Regions from separate parts of the Mus musculus genome. Here regions 2, 3, 4, 5 and 6 are each linked to region 1. The links are chromatin contacts, called in public HiChIP or PLAC-seq and promoter capture Hi-C maps. All regions are on one chromosome and are shown on one strand. The core of a region is the stretch at or near the end of the contact, and the rest is flanking DNA. Distances in the headings are between cores, read along the strand shown. Region 1 holds the start of Umps (uridine monophosphate synthetase). Region 2 holds the start of 1700007L15Rik (RIKEN cDNA 1700007L15 gene). Region 3 holds the start of Snx4 (sorting nexin 4). Region 4 has its middle 44 kb from the start of 1700007L15Rik. Region 5 holds the start of Ccdc14 (coiled-coil domain containing 14). Region 6 has its middle 55 kb from the start of Snx4.

Region 1 (3,407 bases), core at 566-3,065:
GACACTCTTTTGGATTATCACTGACATGAGCATATACCTACAACATAAACCCACAAATCATAAGAGTATAAGAAATGATTTGGGGGAATTTGTTTTTTAGGGAAATAAATACTATCGTTTCCCTTCAATTGTTTATGTGTGTACACAACCAGTCAATTATCACTTATTGCTACGAAGTTAGAAGCATATTATCTATTGGGTTTTTGGGCGGTGCTATATATCTTGAGAACACCTATTTACATAAACCTCTTTAAAATTTTAATTAGATAGTTCTTGGTAATACGGTTCCTAATCATAGTAAGATTCTGGATGGTGAAAAGCCAATAATTCAAACCACGTCAATCAGGGTTTCAATCTACTCACAACAATTTAGGCAAAATGGGTACCCAAGAAACAAACCTTAAGTATGTGATAGGAACAGTACATTGAGGGCAGAGGGGTTGGTTTTTAAAAACAGGGTCTCCCTGTGCAACCCAGGCTGACCTCAAACTCACAATTCTCCTGCCTCAGCTTCCTGAATGCAGGAATTATAGATGTGCACCACCATACCTGGCTACATACATATTATGTCTTGATAGACCTCTGCAAATAATGGAAATATTCTACAGTTACACTAGGCAACAAAGTAGCCACTAGTAACTTTTAACTATTCCATTAGTATGTTTGGTCTTGGGACAAATTCTCATGTAGCCCAGGCTGGCCTTGAGCAGCACTATGAAGTGGGACCTTTAACTTTTGACTCCAACCCCAGTGCTTTATTTATTAACAATTCTGGCAGGCACACTGGCTCCTCTGGTAAAGGTTTTTCTGCCCAGCCTGACCACCTGAGTTCAATCCGTTTAACCCTCAAGACAGAGAGGGAGGGCGAGAACACACTCTGATCTTCGAAAGTGTACCACGGCACGTGCACACCTGGACACACACCCACACCCACTATAAACGCTAATACAAACTTCACAATGATCTATAATCCACACAGAGTCCCTAGCAACACTTCCTGCCATTTCTAACCTTTTATTCTAAATGCCATCTGCATGCAGTTCGGCTGGAGGCTTGTTATTCTAGAAAGCACTGCCTCAAGGCCGACTTGGCGGTGACTCACAGACAACCGACACGAGGTTTGAGAAACAACAGGCTAGAAACCTCTAAGTGCACACTTTACCCTTGCCAACCAAAAAATTCTGCCTTTCTGGTATCCACCATATGGCTTTCACTTCTTGCTACTGGCCATGCACTATTAAATCGAGTCGTTTGATCCGCTACTAATTTCTCCACCCTCCCGCCTTTTCCTTTCCTCCCTAATTGTCACTTTCTGGGGGTTAGGTACACAGAACTCACTCAAGGACTTCTCCGCCGGCCAGAGCCCAACAGGACACCCGGACTCTCGCAAAACACGTGTCTACACCGATCGGTCCAGAAACAAGGTCTCAAAGAAGCTGAAGGCTCCCGGTCCCCAAGCTCCTCCACACTCTCCAGACCAGCAGTCGGGAGGGCTTGCCTGCCTGGTCTGTGGCTCTCCCTTGTCCCCAATTTCGGCCACCCCCGCCATCTCCTGCTCTCTTTTCCCGCCACCCGGAGCCATCCCGTCCCTCGGGGCTGGTACCTGACTGAGAAGACGCGGGCGTGACACGATGCCCCGCAGGTCGATGTAGACTGGGGAGGAGAGCCCGCTCTTCAGGACGAAGCTCCCGAACTTGAAAGCCTGCACGTCATACAGCTCGGTGACCAAGGGGCCCAGGGCTTGGCTGGCGACCTCCATTCTCGCGCGCTCAGTTCGCTCTGGAAGCCGAGGGGCTTGGGGCCCGTGACGTCACCCAGAAGTCCCGCCTCTTCCGCCCCCCTTTCCGGCCCGGGCCGCGGGCTTCATTGAGTGTTCTAGATGCTTCCTGGTTGGGGAGGTGGGTTTTCAAACCTGAAAGCTAGATCGAAGCCTGATTTCCCCCGGAGGGATCTGTAGGCTTCGTTCATTTTTTATTTTGTTTGTTTTGTTTATAGCTGAGCGCTTCTTTATCTGATCCAGTCACTGTTAACAGCCACTTCCCTAATCTCTCAGGGTTTCTTTCCATAAAATAAAAATCCTCTAAGACAGAGCCTGTGGCTACCTTCTTGTATTAATTTTACAGCAGTTGGCGTGGGAGAGTTTCATAGTAATTTGCACATAGAAATCTGAAGCAGGTCACCGTGCACTCAGGGGCTGACAAACTTCCTTTAGACCACTTGAAGTGTACCAGATGAAGAAGGGTGGGGCCAGTTAGGGAGGATCAACTGACAGTATCTATTGGCTAACTGGAAGGGGAATGTTGGGCAGTTTGAAAACTCAAGCATATTTGGTTTACAAAACCCTTAGCTGGTTAAGTGAACTCCTGTAGTCCTAGCTATGTAAGAACCTGAAATGGGAGGATTCCAAGTTCAAGGCTGACCTAGGTATCTAGTGAGCCTGTGTTAATAATAATGATAATCCCCTAAGACTGTATTTTCCTTTTTGTTTGTTTGTTTGTTTTTTTCTTTTTTTCTTTTTTTTTTTTTTTTTTTTTTTTTTTGAGACAGGGTTTCTCTGTATAGCCTTGGCTGTCCTGGAACTCACTCTGTAGACCAGGCTGGCCTCGAACTCAGAGATCCACCTGCCTCTCAAGTGCTGGGATTGACTGTATTTTCCTATTTTAAGGAAATGCCACTTATCAAACAGACTGAGATTTCATTTTGTCTCTTTGTTTTCTCTAAAGAGATCGTGTTGAGCTCCCAGCGTGGAAACCCCCATAGATCCCAGCGTTTGTTTTGGGTTTGAAACAGGGCTTCCTTATGTTACCCAGCCTGATGTAGACTTCACAATGTAGTGAAGGCTCAGATTGCCCTCGAACTCACAGAGATCCATCTGCCTCTGCCTCCTGGGTGCTTGAATTAAAAGTGTTCACCACCATGACAGGTAAAATTTGTTGTCTTGACAGTTGTTTCTCATTACCAGCAACTTCAGTAAGGCCTTGATTAAATAAGAATTCAGATGTTAAAATGCTTTGTTCTTCTTGCTAGGTCAACAACTACGTTCATCTCTGTGTGCTGTTAATTGACAGAATGCTCAATAGATCAGCCTCATTCCCAGCTGTGCATCACCTGCAGACACTGGAAGCCTGATCAAGCCTCCTACCAACCTGTATGCATAAACCTGTGCGATCCAGCTGGAGCTGAAGCTGAAGCTCTGCATTCACTCTGCAGGCCTGTGGGTCACACTCAAATCCTCAGGCCTGGTGACAAGCGCTGTTATCTGATGAGCCATCTTGCTGGGCCACTGATGGGATTTTTTTTTTAAAGCTTGCCAGGCTTTCAAATATTTGAGGGGAAAGAGAGGACAACCATATTACCTCAGTGTCCCCACTGGGAGAAAAAGCAGAAGTTTTAGTTAGAAAAAAAGA
Region 2 (3,643 bases), core at 826-3,325, 590 kb before region 1:
ATTGATTCTCTCCATCTACTTTTAGTGTGAGTTGAGCTCAGGTTGCTATCTTGTGAAGCAAGTGCGGTCACCTGCTGAACCCCCTTGCTGATCCTTCATTTGTTTTAAAGAGTTATTTTTATTCATGGTGTGTGCTTGTGCATATTATCTGCCATGTGTGTGCAGGTGCTCTGGAAACTTGGGCCCTCTGAAAGAGCAGCAAGTGCTTTGAAATGCTGAGCCATCTCAGACAGGGTTTCTCTGTGAAGCCCTGGCTGTCCTGGAACTTGCTCTGTAGACCAGGCTGGACTCTAACTCAAGTGATACCCCTGCCTCTGCCTCCTGAGTGCTGGGATTAACGTCACTACCTTATGGCTGTCTCTCATTGTTTTAAAGTGGGTGAGTGGAAGAAATTTAAGATGGAAAGGAAGCAAGCTGCGTGGCCAAGACTGGTATTGGAAGGTAAGCAGCAGCAGTCTGGATAAAAAAAATGGACCAGCAAGAATTTCAAGAGCCTTCAATCACTCTTACTTTGAAGGCATGGTCAGTAGTCTTCTCCACTCTGCCCATTTTAGATGGTTGTTTCTTCCTTGTCTTAATTCTCTTCAGAAACAAAGAGATGTATTCCTAGTGGCAACCCTATTCATCTTAGTCCACTGGGTGTGACCCTAGGCTTTTAGCTCTTTCTAGTTATTAGCTTTACCACAGCTTAAACCTAAAAGTTAGCTTCTTGGCTGCCAGAGGGTTTTTTTTTTCTTCTCTTCCCTTTTTAAAAATACATCTGAATTTGATGTCACTGCAGTTGCTAGAAGTTGCCAGAAGGCTGTCCTCCAGCTAACTGTCCCTTGCTCTAGCTTGTATCACGGTTTTGTTACAATTAGCATTCAGAATATGCACTGTCATCTTATTAAAATTTATATTTTTTTAGTGGAGAAGGTTCAAGTAGAGTTTATTGTGAGGCTGTGGGCTCATCCCTGCTTTTCTTAGTTAACTGTGTTTGAATTCAGCTGAACTTCTGAGCCTCAGCTACTTCAAAAGGCGTCGCGGTTTACTAAGGTTAACGCCTGAGGGAATATTAACCTTGCAGACAGTAATCTAATTCAGTGTCATCACAAGTGCATAATGCGGGAGTTTGGAGTTTGGCCAAAAAGCCTATTCAAATGAACATTCAAGGGGTGGGGAGGTGGGTGTGGACAAGGAGAGAATTCCAGAAATGGTTATGTAGATATTTTAATGTCCTTTCCCTCTCACCTCAAAGGTTATGTTTAAGTATTGCAGAGAGGTGCTAAAATAAAGCCTTGAGATTGTGAAACAGAAATCCTAACGAAGGTGCTCCATCTCTCAGGAAGTTCCCAATAACCCGATCGACATTCACTGGGCACATTAAGTTAGCTGACCTTGTACTACTGTGTGGGCACAAAGGTCATTAACTGTAAGCCCTCCCTTTGTATAGGCAACTAAAGGGCCTTGGTGTTAAATGAGGGCGCTCCTAAGAAACCAGGATTTAGTGAAGGTCGTCGAAGGGCTGCCAAAAGATGGCTCAACTAAGCAATCTTAGGTATGCAGAGATTATAACCAAGTCTTTGCTGACATGCAGACCGTGGTTTGGGCCAACGAAGTCCTGACTGGGATCTCTTGCTTTTTCTCGGTGCCCACATCCTGCATCGCGGTTTGCAGACTCCAACCAGGTTTTCTAGTTTCAAGGGTGCAGGGTAGCATCTTCCGGAAAAAGAGGAGAGGCTAGGTAAGAGAATAAAAGAAAGATCCAAGAAATCCTGGCTAAACCCTTCATCGACGTTCCCGCCCCTTCCACTTCCCAGGGCCTGGGCCGCTATTTAATCCCCATTTTTCACTTCTCGGGGTGCCAGGCACGCACCCAGCCTCAAGGGGAGGACGTCCCTCTCAGTGGCTTTCCCAGCTCCCATCAATTTCAAAGCGTTTTCCTCTCAGGCCCATCAGGGGGACCCCCAGAGCGGGGCCCAGCTTTCCCGGCCACGCCGCGCTGCTGACACGCAGGCGCCAGAATCAAAGCCACGCTTGGTCTCGCAGCCAGGTCTCCGCGCCAAGCGAGGGCCGGCGGCCCGGAGCGCTTCCTGTGTGCGATGCTTCCCATAATGCACCGCGCCGGCAGCGGCGGCGACCGCGGCGACGCTCTAGCCGCGCCATGTCTGCCTCTCGACTGCTCTGGGAGGAGGAAGAGAAGGAGGAAGAGGAGGAGGAGGAGGAGGGGGAGGAAGAGGAGAAAGGCGCAGGGGTGGGAGCTGTCGCCGGAGCTGCCACAGCAAAAGTTCTCTCCCCTCCCCCTCGCCCTCCTCGTCGGGCCCGTGGGAAGGTCGGAGCCGCCGCCGCCTGCAGTCAGTGACCGCGCGCCTCGGCGCCAGCCCCGCGGTAAACGCTCGGCCTGGCAGGCCTGGGCCCGGGAGGGCGGGGGAGGGGAGGGGGCGGCGCGCGGTCGGGGGGGGGGGAGCGCGGCGACGACGGTGTGACCCGCAGGAGCGGCGGGCCGGCCGGCCGGGGGGCGGCCCGGGAGGCGGCGGGCGCAGGCCGCGGGGAGCGCGGGGCTGGGGACGCGAGGATGGTGGGTCGGGGCTTGGAGAACGGAGAATGACGGGGGCGGCGGAGGCGAGAGAGCGGGCGGCCTCCGAGGCCTGCGGCCGGTGTCGGGTAGGAAGGTGGGATGCACGCGGGGAGGCCTCGGGGTGCCAGGCTGTGGGCGACGAGGCCGGCCAGACCCTGGGGTTCTCCGCCGTCTTGGTGCAGTGCTTTCTGCACCGCAGGCCTCGGTCGCCGCTGCTGCCTCGGTGTGCTCGTTGGCTGCAGGGAAGGGCAGGGGCTGGTGAAAAGGGGATTGCTTGCAGGAAGCCGAGTAGGAGTGCGAAAGGGGAGAAAGGGGCCGGAGGGGAAGATGCCGGATAGGTGGAGGAATGCCGGGGGTGGCTGTGGAGCAGTCTTGAGGATTCTGAGGGTGTTCATTGTGCAGATACGTTAGGTGTTTCATTATGGAAAGAACCGAAGCGTTTCCAAGGCAAGGGGAAGAAGGCTAGAGTAGTTTCTACGGATAGAAGGAAGAGCGTTTGAAGCCAGAGGAGTGCTAAATATTGGAAAAGAAGCAGAGAATGCATAATAGAATAGACAGATGTAGCATAATTATCAAATGCTGGCCCAAGGTCTAAAGAGTTATTCCAGATGGGCCAGAGTGGCCTAGTTCGGAACCTGTTTGGGCTCTTCAGTAGATGACATCCGGTAAGTGTGGGTCCCCGCTTGGTTGGGGGTCATTGAGAATTTAGTCACTTAGCCTGTAGATTGGTTTGAGACATTTTAGTGCCGCACTAGTGAACTGAAAAATCTTTGAAAGAGACCTTGAGAAACCGCCTGGCTTCTGGGCATTCTTGAGGCCACGGAGTTGAGAATTTTAGCAGATTTGGAGTATTGTCTGTTACCGGAGGGTGGATGAACACCGTCCTGGAAGACGGTGGAATAGGAATTAACGTGGCCTGGCGGTGTTCTTCTTCACTGCCTAGCTTATATGGTACCACCAGAAGAGCTGGTGCCGTATTTCAGCCTAGGTTGCAGGACATAGATTGTAATTGTCCGGGTCAAGAGTTGGTGCATTCTAGTCTGGTCTTTGAAGGCTCCATTTGTCTAGTTCTATACTTCGGGTTGG
Region 3 (3,535 bases), core at 801-3,300, 720 kb before region 1:
CAGGGAGTCAGGGCAGAGGCCGAGTCTATGAGCCTCTTCTGGATCCTGGTTTCCAGTGGGGGAAAATCCAAACCCACTCTGGGATTTGTGAAGCCATTGCTTACAGCCAGAATCACCTCCTCCAGACGAAGTGTTCCTTCCCTACAGGAAGCCTTTCTCCGAATAAGGCAGGGCTTTTCCGGAATAGACTTCTAGGCAGAGAGGTTCTACCCAGTGTGGTAGTGGCACTCAACCTGTTTTTCCAGCACTCAGTAGTGGAGGATAGAGGTCTGATTCATTTTAGTTTATTATTATTATTATATTTAAGTGTTTATTTATTTAGTGACAGGGTGTCTCTATGTAGCCCAGGCTGTCCTGGATCTCACTATATAGATAGCCTCTACTCAGAGATCCTCCTGTCTCTGCTTCCCAAGTTCTGGAATTAAAATCATGCACTGCCACCACCACCAGACTAGCTTGCTTTTATTTATTTATTTATTTATTTACTTTTTAATTAATTTTTTTTTTTTTGGTTTTTCAAGACAGGGTTTCTTTAGATAGCCCTGGCTGTCCTGGAACTCACTCTGTAGACCAGGCTAGCCTCAAACTCAGAAATTTGCCTGCCTCTGCCTCCCAAGTGCTGGGATTAAAGAAGTGCGCCACCACTTCCCGGCTTCTAGCTTTTATTTTTAAACAAAACAAAACAGTAGACAATAATATGGTCTCCTTCAGGCCTTACAAAGCCAGGTGTCATTTCCTCGTTGTCACCCACTGGTCAGCTCACAACGAACATCCTGCCGGCTTTAGGATCTAGTTTTCTGAGATCTCAGAAACTGGGAAAAGATCACAAGATAATGAGAACAAATCTATCCTTGTGTGATTAATAAAATAGTCTTCTGCCGGGTGGTGGTGGTGCACGCCTTTAGTCCCAGCACTCGGGAGGCAGAGGCAGGCAGATTTCTGAGTTCGAGGCCAGCCTGGTGATCTACAGAGTGAGCTCCAGGACAGCCAGGGCTACACAGAGAAACCCTGTCTCGGAAAAAAAAAAAAAAAGTCTTCTGATTTAAAAACATGTTTTCTGGGGGTTTGCCGGACCTAACTAATCCCTGGCGAACAATAAAATACCTAAATACATAAATAGTCCAGGCTCTGTAAGGAAGGAACAGGGAAAGGATAGGAGAAGGGGTCCCTGCATTAAAGAAGTCTAGAGTCTAGCTGGAGGAAGCTGGATTTAGAACAAATTATTGTAAAATAACAAGAGAAAGTGCTTTGAGCATGAATGGAACTTTGCCACCAAGCCAGGGAGAAAACTCCAGGAGGAAGAAATTGTGCTTCACAACCCGGAAAAGGATGTTTGGCAAGAATCAGTTTTGGTCCGAGACCAGGTTTTGTACAAAAATACCAACCCAAAGGTCCCATATTTAGGCTACAGTCAGTGAACATTTCTCTTCAGGTCACCACAGGGAATCTTGCCAAGGGGTAGGTTCAGGAAATTACAAGAGACTTGTAGAAAATTAAATTGCTTTAGCGTCTAAAGTTTAAACACTTACTTAACAATGGCGCTCTCCAGCCTGCTTCAGCCATCTTACCTCTCAAATCTTTAGGCGTTATCTTTTGCTGAATGCGTTACTCAACTCTCTAAAAGTTAATAATTGATGCTGCTCTGGTCTTTGCGAGGGGAAACGGAATTGTGAATGCAAGGTAAGGGCGATGGTCACAAGACAATCTCCCTTTCTTTTTAATGACACAATTACTTGAGGGGATCGCCAATCTGAGTGGCTTCTGCACTTCTTGAGTTCACTTCACTTTAGTTTCTTTATGTCTTTACCGGCTCTCCCAGATTACCAGTTTTGTAGCCAACCCTCTGTAGTCGCCCTAGCTTTCCCCTACCTCCCTCGGTCGCAGGTCTTGGCTGGTGGTCCAGCGTTCTGGGGTCTCCGCTGCCTAGGAGGAGTTTCTGTGGGCAGGGGCGGGACTACCGAGAGCGCAGGGCGGAGCTACCACAAGCAGAGGGCGGGGCGGCTGGAGTCAAGGCCCCGCGCAGGCGCACTGGACTCGCGGTGCCAAACTACAGCTATGGAGCAGGCACCTCCGGACCCCGAGAAGCTCTTGCAGCCTGGACCCCTGGAGCCGCTGGGTGGCCCTGGCGCTGTGCTGGAGGCCGCGGTCGGTGAGGAGAACGAGGGCACCCGAGAAGACGGCTCAGGGGTCGACACGGTGAGGAGAGGGGCGGCGGAGGCTTCCGGTCTGGGGCCGGGCCTAGCGGGCCGGGCCGGGCCGCCCTGGCTGGGTCTGGTGGGTGCGGTCCCGAGACCGGAGGATGACCCGATGCGGAGTGGAAATGGACTCACAGGCGCGGCGTGCCGGAGCGCCGCGTGGGCGTTGTCACGCGTGTCCGTGGTGGCGTGGCCCGCGGTGTCAGTGGGCGCGTCCCCCGGGGTCTGGCCCTGAAGAGGCTCGCTGCTGTTTCCGGCCGGCCGAGGGGGTCGCTGGGAGGCGGCTACACCCTTGGTGAGAGGCGAGTGTGCGCAGTAAGGGGGGCTTGGCCTATGGACACGTCGGGAAATAGACATCAGCGTCACGTTAAAGAGAAGGGACAGAGGAAGAAACATTTGTTGAACTCTCCATTTAGCTGTAATGTCGTTATAATGTTTCCTCCTGCAATCCCCGCCCCTCGGTGATAACTGGTGTTTCTCACCTTTTGAGTTAAGGGAGTGTCGCGTTGTCAATCTGTGAGTGCATCCATCCAAAGGGTCGTGACGGATTTGTAGACTCTGATGAACAAATGTTTAGGAAACTCATTAGCGCCCTGTATTTGAACTCCCTGACCCTCAGTTGCTCAGCCCCTGTCCAGCCATTTTGCTGTTGCCCCCTCACCCCCAGTAGGTATTCATGCTAAGGTAACCCGTACATTTTTATGATTGATGCGTCTCTAGAGAGGACTAAGTTTCGAGAGAGCTAACCAGGAACTTCTCAGCAGTTGGAGGTTTTGACTACTTAAACCATTTATGTGTGCTTATAAGTTAAAGACTTTAACTTTTTGTTTGTTTGTTTGTTTTGTGTTTTTTCGAGACAGGGTTTCTCTGTATATAGCCCTGGCTGTCCTGGAACTCACTCTGTAGACCAGGCTGGCCTCGAACTCAGAAATCTGCCCTCTCCCCTCCCAGGAGTGCTGGGATTAAAGGCGTGCACCACCACGCCCGGCTAAGACTTTGATTTTTGAGAACAGTTTTAAGGTCGCTGTAGAATTGAAAGAGAAATGGGGAGATTTTCCCGTATACTCAGTTCTCATATTCAGACTTGTGCCTTGTCCACGCTTCTTACCAGACTCGTTTATGTTATACGCGGTGAGGCCAGGTTGTCACCCAAAGTCCATAGTTTACACACTGTCACATGAACTTTTAAGTGTCCTAAAAAATCCTCTACGCTGCCTGTTCTTCTCTGTCCCTCTCCTGTTGTTCTTTCCTTTTTCTTTTCTTCATTCCTGTTGTTTTCCCTTTCAGGCATGTCCTATAATTGTCATCATATAATATGTAGCCCTCCCTACAAGCCCCAG
Region 4 (3,739 bases), core at 902-3,401, 630 kb before region 1:
AACTGCCACACAACACCACTTAAATAGAACTGGGTGAGTTAAACTGGGTCCTTTAAGATGCCCTCAAAGTAGCACCATGCTGCACCCATGCAGACACAAGCAATAAACCCTTTCTCTTAGCCAGGCATGGTGGCGCACTCCTTTAATCCCAGCACTCGGGAGGCAGAGGCAGCTGGATTTCTGGGTTCAAGGCCAGCCTGGTCTACAAAGTGAGTTCCAGGATATCCAGGTCTATATAGAGAAAGCCTGACTCGAAAAACCAAAAAACAAAACAAAACAAAACAAAACAAAACAAAACAAAAAAACAAAACCAAAAAAAACTCTCTCTTCTGGTTGAGCATTTCCTTCCTTCCTTCCTTCCTTCCTTCCTTCCTTCCTTCCTTCCTTTACTTTTGGTTTTTATTTCTCTGTGTAGCTGCCTGCCTCTGCCTCCCAAGTGCTGGGATTAAAGGCATGTGCCATCACTGCCTGACTCTTTGTTTTTTAAGATTTTTTAAATTATTATTATATATAAGTATGCTGTAGCTGTCTTCAGACCCACCAGAAGAGGGTGTTAGATCTCATTACGGATGGTTGTGAGCCACCATGTGGTTTCTAGGATTTGAACTCAGGACCTTCAGAAGAGCAGTCAGTGCTCTTAACCGCTGAGCCATCTCTCCAGCCCTGGGTGAGCATTTTGTTTTGTTTTGTTTTGCTTTCTTCCCCTTCTTGGTATAAGATGGTTTCCAGAGTCCTCACTACCTGGTTGTTCTCTCCAATCTGTCAGTGTGCATCTTAAAATCTGACACCCAGAACCAAACACTGGGTATGAAATATCAGATGCACCGGACCTGGCGGGGGAGGGTGTGTGTGTGCTTCTCTGTAATTAGAAAGGACGCCAATCCCAGGCTGGGTCAGTCCTGGGACAATGGCATGCGCTGAGGCAGACTGAGACGGTCTCACTCAAGGATAGGAAAACTATGTGGTCAGAGAAAAACAGCTAAGGGCTAGCACCAATTTGTAGCACCCAGAAATAGTTATGAATGCAGGTTTGCAATTTACTCCTTTAGTTTTCGTTAGGAAATATCATGAAAATGTGTGTGGTCTATTCAGGTATAGTCTCTGGAGGATAAAAAATGAGGAAGGCGACAGGAGGAAGGGAGATGGGGGGGAGGGGGACGGGGAGAGGAAGAAAGGGTGTGGGGAAGGAAGGGAGGGAGGGAGGGATGGAGGAGACTGGCCTTGCTGTGATGTTGGCTGAAAACTCAGAGGTTTCGATGTCAAACTAGAAATGATATAGAATCACTAGCTGGTCCCTAGCCAGAAGCTGGTAGAATATTCTAGAAGGCAGGCAGGGACTAAGAGCAATAGTGGGTGTTGGCTTTGGTCTCCTGATCCCCCTGCCTGGAACACTGGGAAGCAGGCTATGGGCTAAGGCGGTGCCCCCCACAAATGTAAGCGGTGGTTCTCTTAGCTCCCTCACTCCCTTGTTCTTGTCTTGCCCCAGAGAGACAGGGCTCTAAAGAATGCTCTAGAGCAGTGGTTCTCAACCTGTGGGTTGTGACCTTCATGGGGGTTGCCTATCAGATATTTATACTGTGATTTATAATTAGCCAAATTACAAAGTAGCAATGAAATAATTTTATGGTTGGGGGGTCACTACAACATGAGGAACTGTATGCAAGGGTCACAGCATTAGGAAGGCTGAGAACTACTGGCCTAGAGAGTGTCCTGTCTACACGGCATGGTGTCGGACACCTGAAACCCCCAGCACTTGGTAGGTGGAGCCAGAATGATCAGGGAGTTCAAAGCTACAAAGCAAGTTCTGGACCAGCCTGGGCCACATGAGACTCTGCCTTGAAAAAAAAAAAACAAAAACACAACAAAAAGAAACAAAGAAGAGGAGGAGGTTTGGTCTGGACAGAAACAAGACAGGGATTTCCAAGGGTAGTGGGTCTGCTTCAGCTCTGACCTTCAGCCAGAAGTGGCCAGTCAGTGCCAGTCCCACAGCAAGGACAAAAGTGAAGCTTCTGTGCCCTCCACCAGGAGGCAGGCAGCCTCGCAAACCAACGGTGATGTCATCATTTGGCTTGCTCTTCATTTCTGCAGTTTGAAAGCTGAACCTGGCGACTCTCCCTCTACGGTGAGGATGTGCATACCTTTCATTCAACAGACCAGGCTCCAGATGGAAGCTCAGGGGAGGGCCGCAGTCTCTGGAGGCCCGGGGTAGGGACTGGCCCACAGGAGGGCGCCCCTGAGCCCATTAAGCAACAACTACCAAGTCCATCTTTTGTTTGTTTATATTTGATCTCTAACACGTCACCATCTACAATGACTCTATAATACGAGATTTCCTGGTTTTGCGAGTGACTCGTAATCGATCAGGAAGCGTTTGTTCTAATTTCCCTCCAGGATCACTGTCTCCTGGAAATACTCTCCTAAATTTAAAAAGCGCAGACAAGAAAGGTAGGTGAACCGAAGGCAAAAGTGGTGCCGGGGGACGTTGTTTTGGTTTGGTTTGATTGTTTGTTTCTGAGCTACCTGAGTGTGCCGAGGTCATGAAACACTGTCTCAAAATCAGACGGAAGCAGGGTCTGTGGGAGGGCTCAGCCCACAAACGCCACCCTCAAGTCTGATGACCTGAGTTCAACCCCTACCCCCAGAACCCACAGCTAGAAGGCAAGAACCGGTTCCTGCAAGTTGGCCTCTGACCTCTATACACATGACATTCACCAGTTCTTGCCCACAAGCGCACATGCAAAATACAAAGTAGATATAACAGTACAAATTTTAAATCTTGCCTGGTGTGGTGGCGCATGCCTTTAATCCCAGCACTCAGGAGGCAGAAGCAGGCTGGTTTGAGTCCAGCCAGGTCTACAAAGCAAGTCCAGGACAGCTAGGGCTATTCCACAGAGAACCCATGTCTAGAAAAACAAAAACAACAAAAATTAAAATCACACAAACACAACAAAAGAAACCGCCATAGAGGACTTCCATCAAGGGCCAGTCACCTTTTGGAGGGGGAAAATACCACAGCAAGCTCAACCTATTATTTAAATCTGTACCCCTTATGTTGGGACTTGAACCTGTGCCCTTCATAAGCACCTTCCCACCTACCTACAGTCCTAACCTATACCAGGGTTTTAAACATACGAAGCTGGCATCTGGCCCAAGTGGATCCTTCCAATCTCTAATAGCTCCAACACGCGGCCTAAATACTGCCTGCTAAAATCCATATTATCTCAGTAATACCAGGTTCACCTTTGAGAGAAGGAGGCAGGCTTGCAAACAGACTCTGTGAGATGAGCATCGGCCCAGAGGAACAATGGTGTTTGAGGAGGAATTTAAATGTGCTGAGCATGTGGGCCTGTCCAGAGTCACAGGAAGCAAGATGTGTTTGTTCATTCATTCATGCATGTGCTTGTTTAACAAATATTTATTGAGGGCAACTCTGTGTCCACAGTGTCTGTTTGGCTTTCAGGTCCCTCGCTCTGTTGAGGGAGGGACAGCATATTTATTTATATTCTGCAAGGGGCAGGGTAGTCCTGGTTAAGACGGCACATTCCCTCTGAAATTTCATGAGCTCTTAGCAGCCTCCATGTGTACAAATGCAGGCAGGAAACGCATGCATGGGTGTGATTAGATGACCCGAATACAGGCTTGCTCAGTGTTCCCACTCTATATTCAAGTGTCTCCATCTCTCTGTTTTTAAAAAGATTTAATTTATCTTTACTTGTGTGTGTAGCTCACATGTGAGTAC
Region 5 (3,876 bases), core at 618-3,117, 720 kb after region 1:
GGGTATTTTCTCAATTAGTGATCAAGGGGGAAAGGCCCCTTGTGGGTGGGACCATCTCTGGGCTGGCAGTCTTGGGTTCTATAAGAGAGCAGGCTGAGCAAGCCAGGGGAAGCAAGCTAGTAAAGAACATCCCTCCATGGCCTCTGCATCAGCTCCTGCTTCCTGACCTGCTTGAGTTCCAGTCCTGACTTCCTTGGTGATGAACAGCAGTATGGAAGTGTAAGCTGAATAAACTCTTTCCTCCCCAACTACTTCTTGGTCATGATGTTTGTGCAGGAATAGAAACCCTGACTAAGACAGAGCTACTAAAAATAAATTGCAAAACCTTCACCTCATCATTTTAAGTAAGATTTAAGATTTGTTTTAGGTGGCATTCATAAGTATCCTGGGGAACATGCTGCCTTGTGGCCAACACAACTAATACTAAAATCCCTCCACTTGGAGTGTTTACTATACAGATGGGAAGATTTTACTTGTGGAATATGTATATGTGTATATATATGCATATAATTTTATTTATATAATGTATATATTTTTATTTTATTTATTTTTAAATTCTTACATGTATAGATGTTTTCCTTGTGTGTATGTCTGTGTACTACATGCTGGGGACCAGAGGCCAGAAAAGCGCACTGGATTCCCTGGAACTGAAGTTGTAGACAGCTGTGAGCTGATGCTAGGAATTGAACTCAGATCCTCTGCAGTTGTATCTAGTGCTCTTAACTTATGTGCTACCTATTCAGCTACATTTTAACTAATTTTTTTAAAAAGAATTATTTATTTATTTTATATATGTGAGTACACTGTAGCTGTTCAGACACACCAGAAGAGGGCATCAGATCCTATTACAGATGGTTGTGAGCCATCATGTGATTGCAGGGAATTGAACTCAGAATGTCTGGAAGAGCAGTCAGTGCTCTTAACCACTAAGCCATCTCTCCAGCCCCATTTAAATTCATTTTTTAAAAAAGGTTTATTTAAGTAGGGTGTGATAGCATACACCTTTAGCACCAGCATTAGGTAGGCAAAAACAGGAGGGTCTTTGTGAATTTCAGACCAGTATGGTCTACATTGTAAGTTTCAGGCCAAGCAAAATTATGCGCGCGCGCGTGTGTATACATATATATCCTTCTTTAAAATGTCGTATGCATATGTGAGTACCACTTGTACAACTGGTGCCTGAGGAGGCAGAAGAGAGTACTAGATCTTCTGAAATTGGAGTCACATGGTTGTGACCCACTACCTGTGGGTATCCAACCTGAGTTCTTTGCAAGGGCAAGAGTTGCTCTTATCCACTAAGTCTCTACAGGTCCCAGGGTTTTAAAATCAACACAACCCTTTTTTTTTTTTTTTTTTTTTTTAACAAAGGTAGCCATCTTACCATAGAAAGAAGAGTCAACCGGGTTAATTTCTCTCCAACTTGATTTAAAACAATCCCAAATATAGTGTCTCAAACACCATTCTCTATTTAGTGCAGCTATCAGTGGTAAAAAATACTGCCATCCTTTATCAACAGCAATTATCTCGATAGAAAAAGTAGACAGCCAAACCATTGAACACTGTTCAGGTTAGATTTCTATTGACTCTCAAGAACAAATACACTTAAAACAGTACACAAAGCTTCTGAAATCCAGCGGTAGTCCTTTACCCAATGGGCTAGCAGGCCCTGGTTCCCACTTCAACCAGTTTGAAGAATGCTGCAAAGCCAACGAGTTCCTCGCCCCGCCCCTCCCGCAAGGCCCCGCCCACATCAGGCCCCGCCCCCGCGTCCGCCCCGCCCCCCGGGCCGTCTGTTGGCCTCTCCCACTCTCCGCCTGGGCGTGGCAAGCTGGAGCACGCGGAGTCTGTTGCGCACGCCCAGGGCTCCAGGTTCCGACCCGAAGGAAAACCTTTTAGCGCCAAGGAGGCTATGAGTCCCGGCGGTCCGCGGCCTTCTTCCCGGAAGCGGAAGCTCAGGGGGCGGGACAAGGGAGGTCCGGACATCTCGGCGGTTAATTCTTTTTTTCTCAAGTATTCGTTTCCCTACGCCTGGGCTCTTCTGAGGCTGAGAGAAATGGTCAGGTCCGGATCTCGACCGGGCCAGGTGAGGGCTGCGGACCTGATGAGTCCACTGTGGGGTGGCGAGAGGCGAGGGGGATTTAGGAAGGTGCTAGAAAAAAAATAGTAACTGCGGCGCGCCCGAAGTGGTGAGGACGTCCCTAGATGAATGCTTTATTCAGGGCGGCCGTGCCAGTCTTCCAGAGCGCAGTTTGGTGTCAGACCCCGGGTTCGAAGCCCAGCCTTTATCACCAGTGCAGTGACCTCCTTCCCGCTCTGTGCTTTGCAGTTGTTTCCAATATTACGTAGTTATCCAGCAATTGTGCCTCTACAAAGCCAGTAATTTGCCCGACTTGGTCATTTGTCCGACTGCCTAATAACATCTCTATCAGAGAAGTTCTTAGGATCTTAGCTTGAGTTAATCCTCTCCCCGGATTCAGCTTCTCGGTGCTTCTCTTAACTGATCTTCTGTCTCTGTTGTTGGAGTCTCCCAGTAAGTGGCTGTACCCGCCCTCCGTTCTCAAACGCGTGACTCTTGATGTTCTCTAGTAACTGCTCCAAGTACGACAGGGAAACCCATTTTCAAGATACACATTTGGCTTGGAACAGAGCCATTTTGGATCCTTTGCAGTTCCCGCCCCATCCAATCAGGTCCAATAGAGCTAAACTAGTTTTAGCCCTGCTGTGCCCTGGGCGTTCTGACCTTTCGTGCTCCCACGTCTTTTCAAATTATGGTGGGCCTGTTAATTCTATTTTCCTTCTAGCCCTCATGTCAAGAACCGTCTCTAGAATATTTTTCCAACACCATCACATCTCCGCTAGTTGGGCGTGCTTCAGGCCACCTTCCGCATCTTGCAATCTTCCACAAATCACTTCATGTTGGACCTGGTGCTAGTCTACTACTAGAATATTTCATCTCTGTCTTGGAGATTTAGAAAGCACTTGGCATATAGTAGACTTGGGGTTTTACTTTGTTTCCCACCATTTAACAACATACCTATAATGTTGTCTTTCTTGCTAATGTATATTTTGCACTCCCCCCTCCCCCCCAAAAAAAAAACCCTGTCTTGAGACTTCCTTTTTTGAATGGTTGCATGTTGTCAATATGTCTAGGGAAATATGCTGTAGTCATCAAAGAAATGGAAGTTAAAATATTTTCTATCACAAAATAAGTATTGGTGATGGTGTTGAGAAATTGGTACTCTTGTATAGTCCTGGTGAGAATATAACTAGTATAGCTTCCTCAGAAAATAAGCCGAGCACGACAGTGCACAAGTGTAGCCCTAGTATTTGGGAACCCGAGGCAGGAGGATCATGAGCTCAAGGCCAACTTGAATAACAGTGAGATCCAGTCTCAAAAAAACCCAAACCACTTAAAGTAGAGCTAAGGTGACCCAGCCAGCTTCATTACTGGTACTTATTCAAAAGAGCTGAAATCAAGATTTTAAAGAGCTGTTTGCGATTCCTTGCATTGTTGCATTCGTCGCAACAGCTAAGACATAGAAACAACCTAAATATCTCTGAGTGAGTGGGTAAAGAAATTACGGTCACATACATCTAATGGAATATTACTCAGCCTTAAGGGAGGTCTGCCGTATGCAGTAGCAGTGTGTGTGATGTGTGAGACTGACTTAGTGGACTCAGCTGTTCCTAGAGGACAGCTGCTGCTTGCTTTCCCATACGTGTGTCTGAGGTAGCCCAATTCAGAAGCAGAGCCGTGGCTATAGAGAGCATGGGGTTGCTACTCAATAGGTATAAGTTTTAAGTGTACGAAATCTAGGAGTCAGTGAGATATATTGTACCTGTAGGTAATACTTTATTTTGTTAAGATAGAGGAGA
Region 6 (3,521 bases), core at 552-3,051, 660 kb before region 1:
TCATATTAGGAGTTAGGGGGCTGGAATAGAAGGATCAGCAAGCAATTTGAGTCCAGCCTGGGCTACACTGTGGGACTCTGTCTCAACAAATAGTGCTTCTCTTCTACAGCAACACCCAGCTGCCTAATTTCTCGTTTTCTTTTCTCCATTTTAACCTACCTTAAAGGTATATGTCCTTTGCTTTCTGTTGCTGTGATACAAGCATCTTGGGAATAATAGGTTTATTTGGCTTACAGGTGTCAATCCATCAAGGGAGCTCAAGGTAGGAACTGAAGTGGAGACCATGGAGGAACACTGGCTTTCCCACAGGAGCACTTCAGCTGACATTTCTTATACAGCCCAGGCTGCTACCCAGAGAAGGCACCGCTCACAATGGGCTGGGCCTTCCCGCATCAATTAGCAGTCAAGACAATGCTCCCAAAACATATCCATACGCCAGTCTGATGGAGGCAGTTCTTGAACTGGGGTTTCCGCCTCCCTGGCATGTCCAGTTGGCAACCATAGCCATGCTCCCTCCCTGAATCTTGGTCAGTGAACTCTGGGGTTCACCGGTTACTTCCTCCTCAGTGATGGGATGGGATCCTCAGTGTGCCCAGCTTTTGGGGTGGATTCTTTGGCCCTTGTGTCTGTGTGGCAAGCGCATTAGCGACAACTACCTCTGCACCCCTTATTTTTGTCAGCATCTTGTGTAGCCCAGGTTAGCAAACTCCAAGTCTTCCCATCTCAGCCTTCAAGTTTACAAGCATTACAGATGTGTGCCACCATGCTCAATTCATTTATAGATTTATAAAATTGGAATCTTCAGCTGTCTTCTGCTGAGTCATTCATTCTTAAAATCTTGCAGTGTTTTTGACTTAGTGCCCCCTTGTGCCGCCATCCAGGCAGCCCTCTCCCAGTCCTTGGGCTCCTGGCTGACTTTCTCTTTATTTGTTAAATATCACTTGCTAGATTTACCCACACCCCTCCTGATCGGGCTCTCTCTCTCACCTCTGGTCCACAGTGCCTGACCAACGTAGACTTAGGTTGTGCCTGACAATGTAGTGCCTGTCTGTAATATCACTGGGGTCAGTGACAGAAACCATGAGACCAGGAATCTATAAAAAAACATCTGGGAGGGGCTGGAGAGATGGCTCGACAGTAAAGAGCACTGGTTGCTCTTCCAGAGGACATGAGTTCAACTCTGAGCACCCATGTGGCAGCTTATAACTGTCTATAACTCCAGTTCCAGAAGATCTGACACCCTTATGCCAACATACATGCACATAAAACACCAATGCACATTAAATAAACAGACTAATAATAATACTTAATAATAATAAACAGTTGGAAACCACTCCGTGAGAGCAAGTTCTCCACCAAGACATTGAATAATTACAGGACACTAGGCATTTGATGGTCATTGGTTCTTTTGATTGTGACAATCTCCTGCCCCCATATAGAGAACTTTCTATTTTAGTATGTAGAAATTAGAATTTAGAGTAAACCTCGGTCAGGCTGGCTACCTCACTTATAGGCAGTCCCTGAACTCTAGCCCAGGGAAGGAACTCTGGTGGCTGTCCCATATGGCCAGCCCTGCACTCTAGGAGTGTGCCACTAGGTGGCAGCAAAGCTAACGGACCCAGGAGAAACCTCTGGTTGAAACTGGTTTTTGTTTTATAAAAGTAGCACGGACTTTTATTGATGTGACTAAAACTAGATTATTCAACAAAATAAACATTAACCAAGCAGGCACAGTCCATGTGGTAAAAGGGCAATAAAGTAAACAGACCTTTAAACTTGGACCTTTCTACCTACATTTTGGCAATGTAATTACTCAGAGGAGACTGTCTTCTGGGGACTCACCAGGCTTGGATGATACCTCACTGTCCTACGCAGTGAAGCCTTTTGAGGGGGAGTTGAGCTTGCCTGTCCTCTAAGGAGGGCTTCCAGGGAGAATCCAGGTGCTCTACCACTGAGCCACACATCCTAACCCAGTCCTTCTGAGAATAGGATTTGTCATGTTGTCCAGGCTGGGAATATACCCGAATGCCTCCAAAAACTATTTCAAAAAGAGAAATACACACTCCACTTGGGAGAATGAAGAGATGAGAAGTTTTCACACTTTTAGATTAGAAAGATGGTATAGTATGTCCTTGTGTTTTTGTCTTGGATATTTTTGTTGTTGTTATTTTATTGGGTTCTTATACCTACCACACTTCCAGTCCTTATTCCACCTTAATGCCTTCCATCCTCCCACCGCAACACTAGGTAAGAAAGAGGTTTAGAAGGGAAAGGTATAGACCTCTTTATACTACTTCCTGCTGACTAGGGGCATTGGGTTCCGTGGCAAATCCAATCTCTATCTTCAGGACATCTCCAACCAGCAATCCAGCAATAGCAAGTGCAGCAGAGCCCAGGAGGAAGCAGGAGGAACCAGAAGCAGCCTCCACACGCGTGCTCAGGGCTCTCGCATTTATACCCTCTCAAGAGTCGCCAGAATTCCAAATATAAACAATTTTTTAGCTGGCAAAGATCACACCCCTCCTAGAATATGAAAAAAAAATCACAGCAGCTGTGGACAAACTAAAGGAACCTCTATCCCACACCTGAGATTAAAACAAAAACATGCACATAGCATAACTGGGTTTTTTTTTTTTTTAAGAAACCAAGATTCACCATATATTCTTCAACACACACACATCATGAAGGACTTAAAAGGTTGTTTTTCTGCTTGCCTCTGCTGACAAAGCAGTTGGCACGGAGCCAGACCATACCCACTCAAGCCTCGAGGACAGGGTACTTGGGACTGGCACACAGACATCTCTCTTCACATGGTCAGCCTACGAGCAGCCCGGCCCCACACTCAGTGTTTTGCGGACAGAGATCTTTGAACTCACAGCATGGGTTGGTCACTGGCAGGTGCCGGTCTCATCGTGCTTGTCTGTCTACTCCACAGCCAGAGGAGAAGCTTCAGGCCCCAGACATCACTGTAAAGCTGGAGGCTGCTCCTCCCTGCAGCTGCCAGCACAAGTCAAATATGGCCTAGTGGTCCACAAGTGCCAGTCGCTCGGCTGGCATCAGCTCTCCCCTGAGCCATGGCCACCCCTGCTCTCTTCACATCCTAGTCCAGAACCTGACAGTCTGGGGATGGTGGCCCATGCCTCTGATACCAGCCCCTGAGAAGCTGAACAAGAGAGGCTATGTGACTTTGAGGCCATCCTGAACTACGTAGTACCAGGCTAACCCAGGCAACAACATCACAAGAGCCATGCATTTTCTGTGTTCCTAGCAGGGCCTCTCATTTCCTTGAGAAAGCAACCCCATTTCCCCAGAAGTTGTGAGAAAGCTTGAGGCCAGAGAGGGAAAGTGACTTTGCTATGTTTACACACAGGTCTTCCTCATATGATAACCAGTCCCTGTTAGAATGGGAGGAAGGGTCAGGGAAGGGCAGGCCAGTGAGGTTTGTGTCTGGAACTGGGCTCAGGCTGAGCCTGCTGGTGGTGAAGGCTAGAGAAGAGAGGAGCAGAGGCTCATGGGAGACT

Evidence for each region. Promoter capture Hi-C pulls out the DNA fragments that hold promoters and counts their contacts. HiChIP or PLAC-seq counts read pairs in DNA pulled down with a chosen protein or histone mark. Capture Hi-C pulls out chosen DNA fragments and counts their contacts.
Region 2: a contact with region 1 is called in an H3K4me3 HiChIP or PLAC-seq map of embryonic limb bud, with 4 times the contacts expected there. The contact joins the promoter of 1700007L15Rik here to the promoter of Umps in region 1. A contact is called at or near these places in 13 of 39 promoter capture datasets (the 3T3-L1 cell line, HPC-7-derived erythroid cells, cranial neural crest and 7 more), 1 of 15 datasets of contacts at CTCF or cohesin (large pre-B cells), 7 of 115 datasets of contacts at active chromatin or transcription factors (acute myeloid leukemia, embryonic forebrain, embryonic limb bud and 4 more) and 4 of 9 other capture datasets (adipose tissue, liver, macrophages and 1 more).
Region 3: a promoter capture Hi-C map of adipose tissue shows a contact between it and region 1, with 2.9 times the contacts expected there. The contact joins the promoter of Snx4 here to the promoter of Umps in region 1. A contact is called at or near these places in 18 of 39 promoter capture datasets (the 3T3-L1 cell line, 3T3-L1-derived adipocytes, the C10 cell line and 11 more), 11 of 115 datasets of contacts at active chromatin or transcription factors (the 230-238 cell line, acute myeloid leukemia, bone marrow-derived macrophages and 8 more) and 2 of 9 other capture datasets (adipose tissue and liver).
Region 4: a contact with region 1 is called in a FOXA1 HiChIP or PLAC-seq map of pancreatic cancer cells. The contact joins the enhancer-like site here to the promoter of Umps in region 1. A contact is called at or near these places in 6 of 39 promoter capture datasets (the 3T3-L1 cell line, cranial neural crest, embryonic stem cells and 3 more), 1 of 15 datasets of contacts at CTCF or cohesin (large pre-B cells), 1 of 484 Hi-C or Micro-C datasets (cardiomyocytes), 11 of 115 datasets of contacts at active chromatin or transcription factors (bone marrow-derived macrophages, embryonic forebrain, embryonic stem cells and 6 more) and 1 of 9 other capture datasets (liver).
Region 5: a contact with region 1 is called in a promoter capture Hi-C map of pre-B cells, with 3 times the contacts expected there. The contact joins the promoter of Ccdc14 here to the promoter of Umps in region 1. A contact is called at or near these places in 14 of 39 promoter capture datasets (the 3T3-L1 cell line, 3T3-L1-derived adipocytes, the HPC-7 cell line and 9 more), 1 of 484 Hi-C or Micro-C datasets (regulatory T cells) and 1 of 115 datasets of contacts at active chromatin or transcription factors (cardiomyocytes).
Region 6: a contact with region 1 is called in a promoter capture Hi-C map of liver, with 2.2 times the contacts expected there. The contact joins the enhancer-like site here to the promoter of Umps in region 1. A contact is called at or near these places in 8 of 39 promoter capture datasets (the 3T3-L1 cell line, 3T3-L1-derived adipocytes, the C10 cell line and 5 more), 2 of 15 datasets of contacts at CTCF or cohesin (embryonic stem cells and large pre-B cells), 18 of 484 Hi-C or Micro-C datasets (B cells, CD4 T cells, cerebellar granule neurons and 11 more), 13 of 115 datasets of contacts at active chromatin or transcription factors (the 230-238 cell line, astrocytes, bone marrow-derived macrophages and 10 more) and 2 of 9 other capture datasets (adipose tissue and pancreatic islet).

What each region holds. Positions count from the first base shown.
Region 1 is chr16:33,965,223-33,968,629 of GRCm38.p6, forward strand. It overlaps Umps (uridine monophosphate synthetase), which reads right to left and starts at 1,816. Exons shown (of 6, transcript NM_009471.3): 1 at 1,604-1,816. The coding sequence starts at 1,759.
Region 2 is chr16:33,378,661-33,382,303 of GRCm38.p6, forward strand. 1700007L15Rik (RIKEN cDNA 1700007L15 gene) reads right to left here and starts at 2,076. Exons shown (of 2, transcript NR_045709.1): 1 at 1,856-2,076; 2 at 1,194-1,719. Zfp148 (zinc finger protein 148) reads left to right here and starts at 2,115. Exons shown (of 9, transcript NM_011749.4): 1 at 2,115-2,367.
Region 3 is chr16:33,249,406-33,252,940 of GRCm38.p6, forward strand. Snx4 (sorting nexin 4) reads left to right here and starts at 2,051. Exons shown (of 14, transcript NM_080557.2): 1 at 2,051-2,196. The coding sequence starts at 2,056.
Region 4 is chr16:33,335,275-33,339,013 of GRCm38.p6, forward strand. No RefSeq gene overlaps it. Among named protein-coding and RNA genes, the nearest start is that of 1700007L15Rik, 44 kb to the right of the region's middle. Within about 2 kb of position 2,152, at least 90 of the 459 cell types and tissues checked have an H3K27ac peak or open chromatin away from gene starts, as enhancers often do. A contact at or near this core is called in embryonic stem cells, hippocampal neurons, liver and 2 more, where this site is marked.
Region 5 is chr16:34,688,749-34,692,624 of GRCm38.p6, forward strand. It overlaps Ccdc14 (coiled-coil domain containing 14), which reads left to right and starts at 1,868. Exons shown (of 13, transcript NM_172824.3): 1 at 1,868-2,083. The coding sequence starts at 1,910. It overlaps Gm35150 (a long non-coding RNA gene), which reads right to left and starts at 1,958. Exons shown (of 4, transcript XR_876043.1): 1 at 1,890-1,958.
Region 6 is chr16:33,305,155-33,308,675 of GRCm38.p6, forward strand. No RefSeq gene overlaps it. Among named protein-coding and RNA genes, the nearest start is that of Snx4, 55 kb to the left of the region's middle. Within about 2 kb of position 1,802, at least 34 of the 459 cell types and tissues checked have an H3K27ac peak or open chromatin away from gene starts, as enhancers often do. A contact at or near this core is called in liver, neural progenitor cells and palatal mesenchyme, where this site is marked.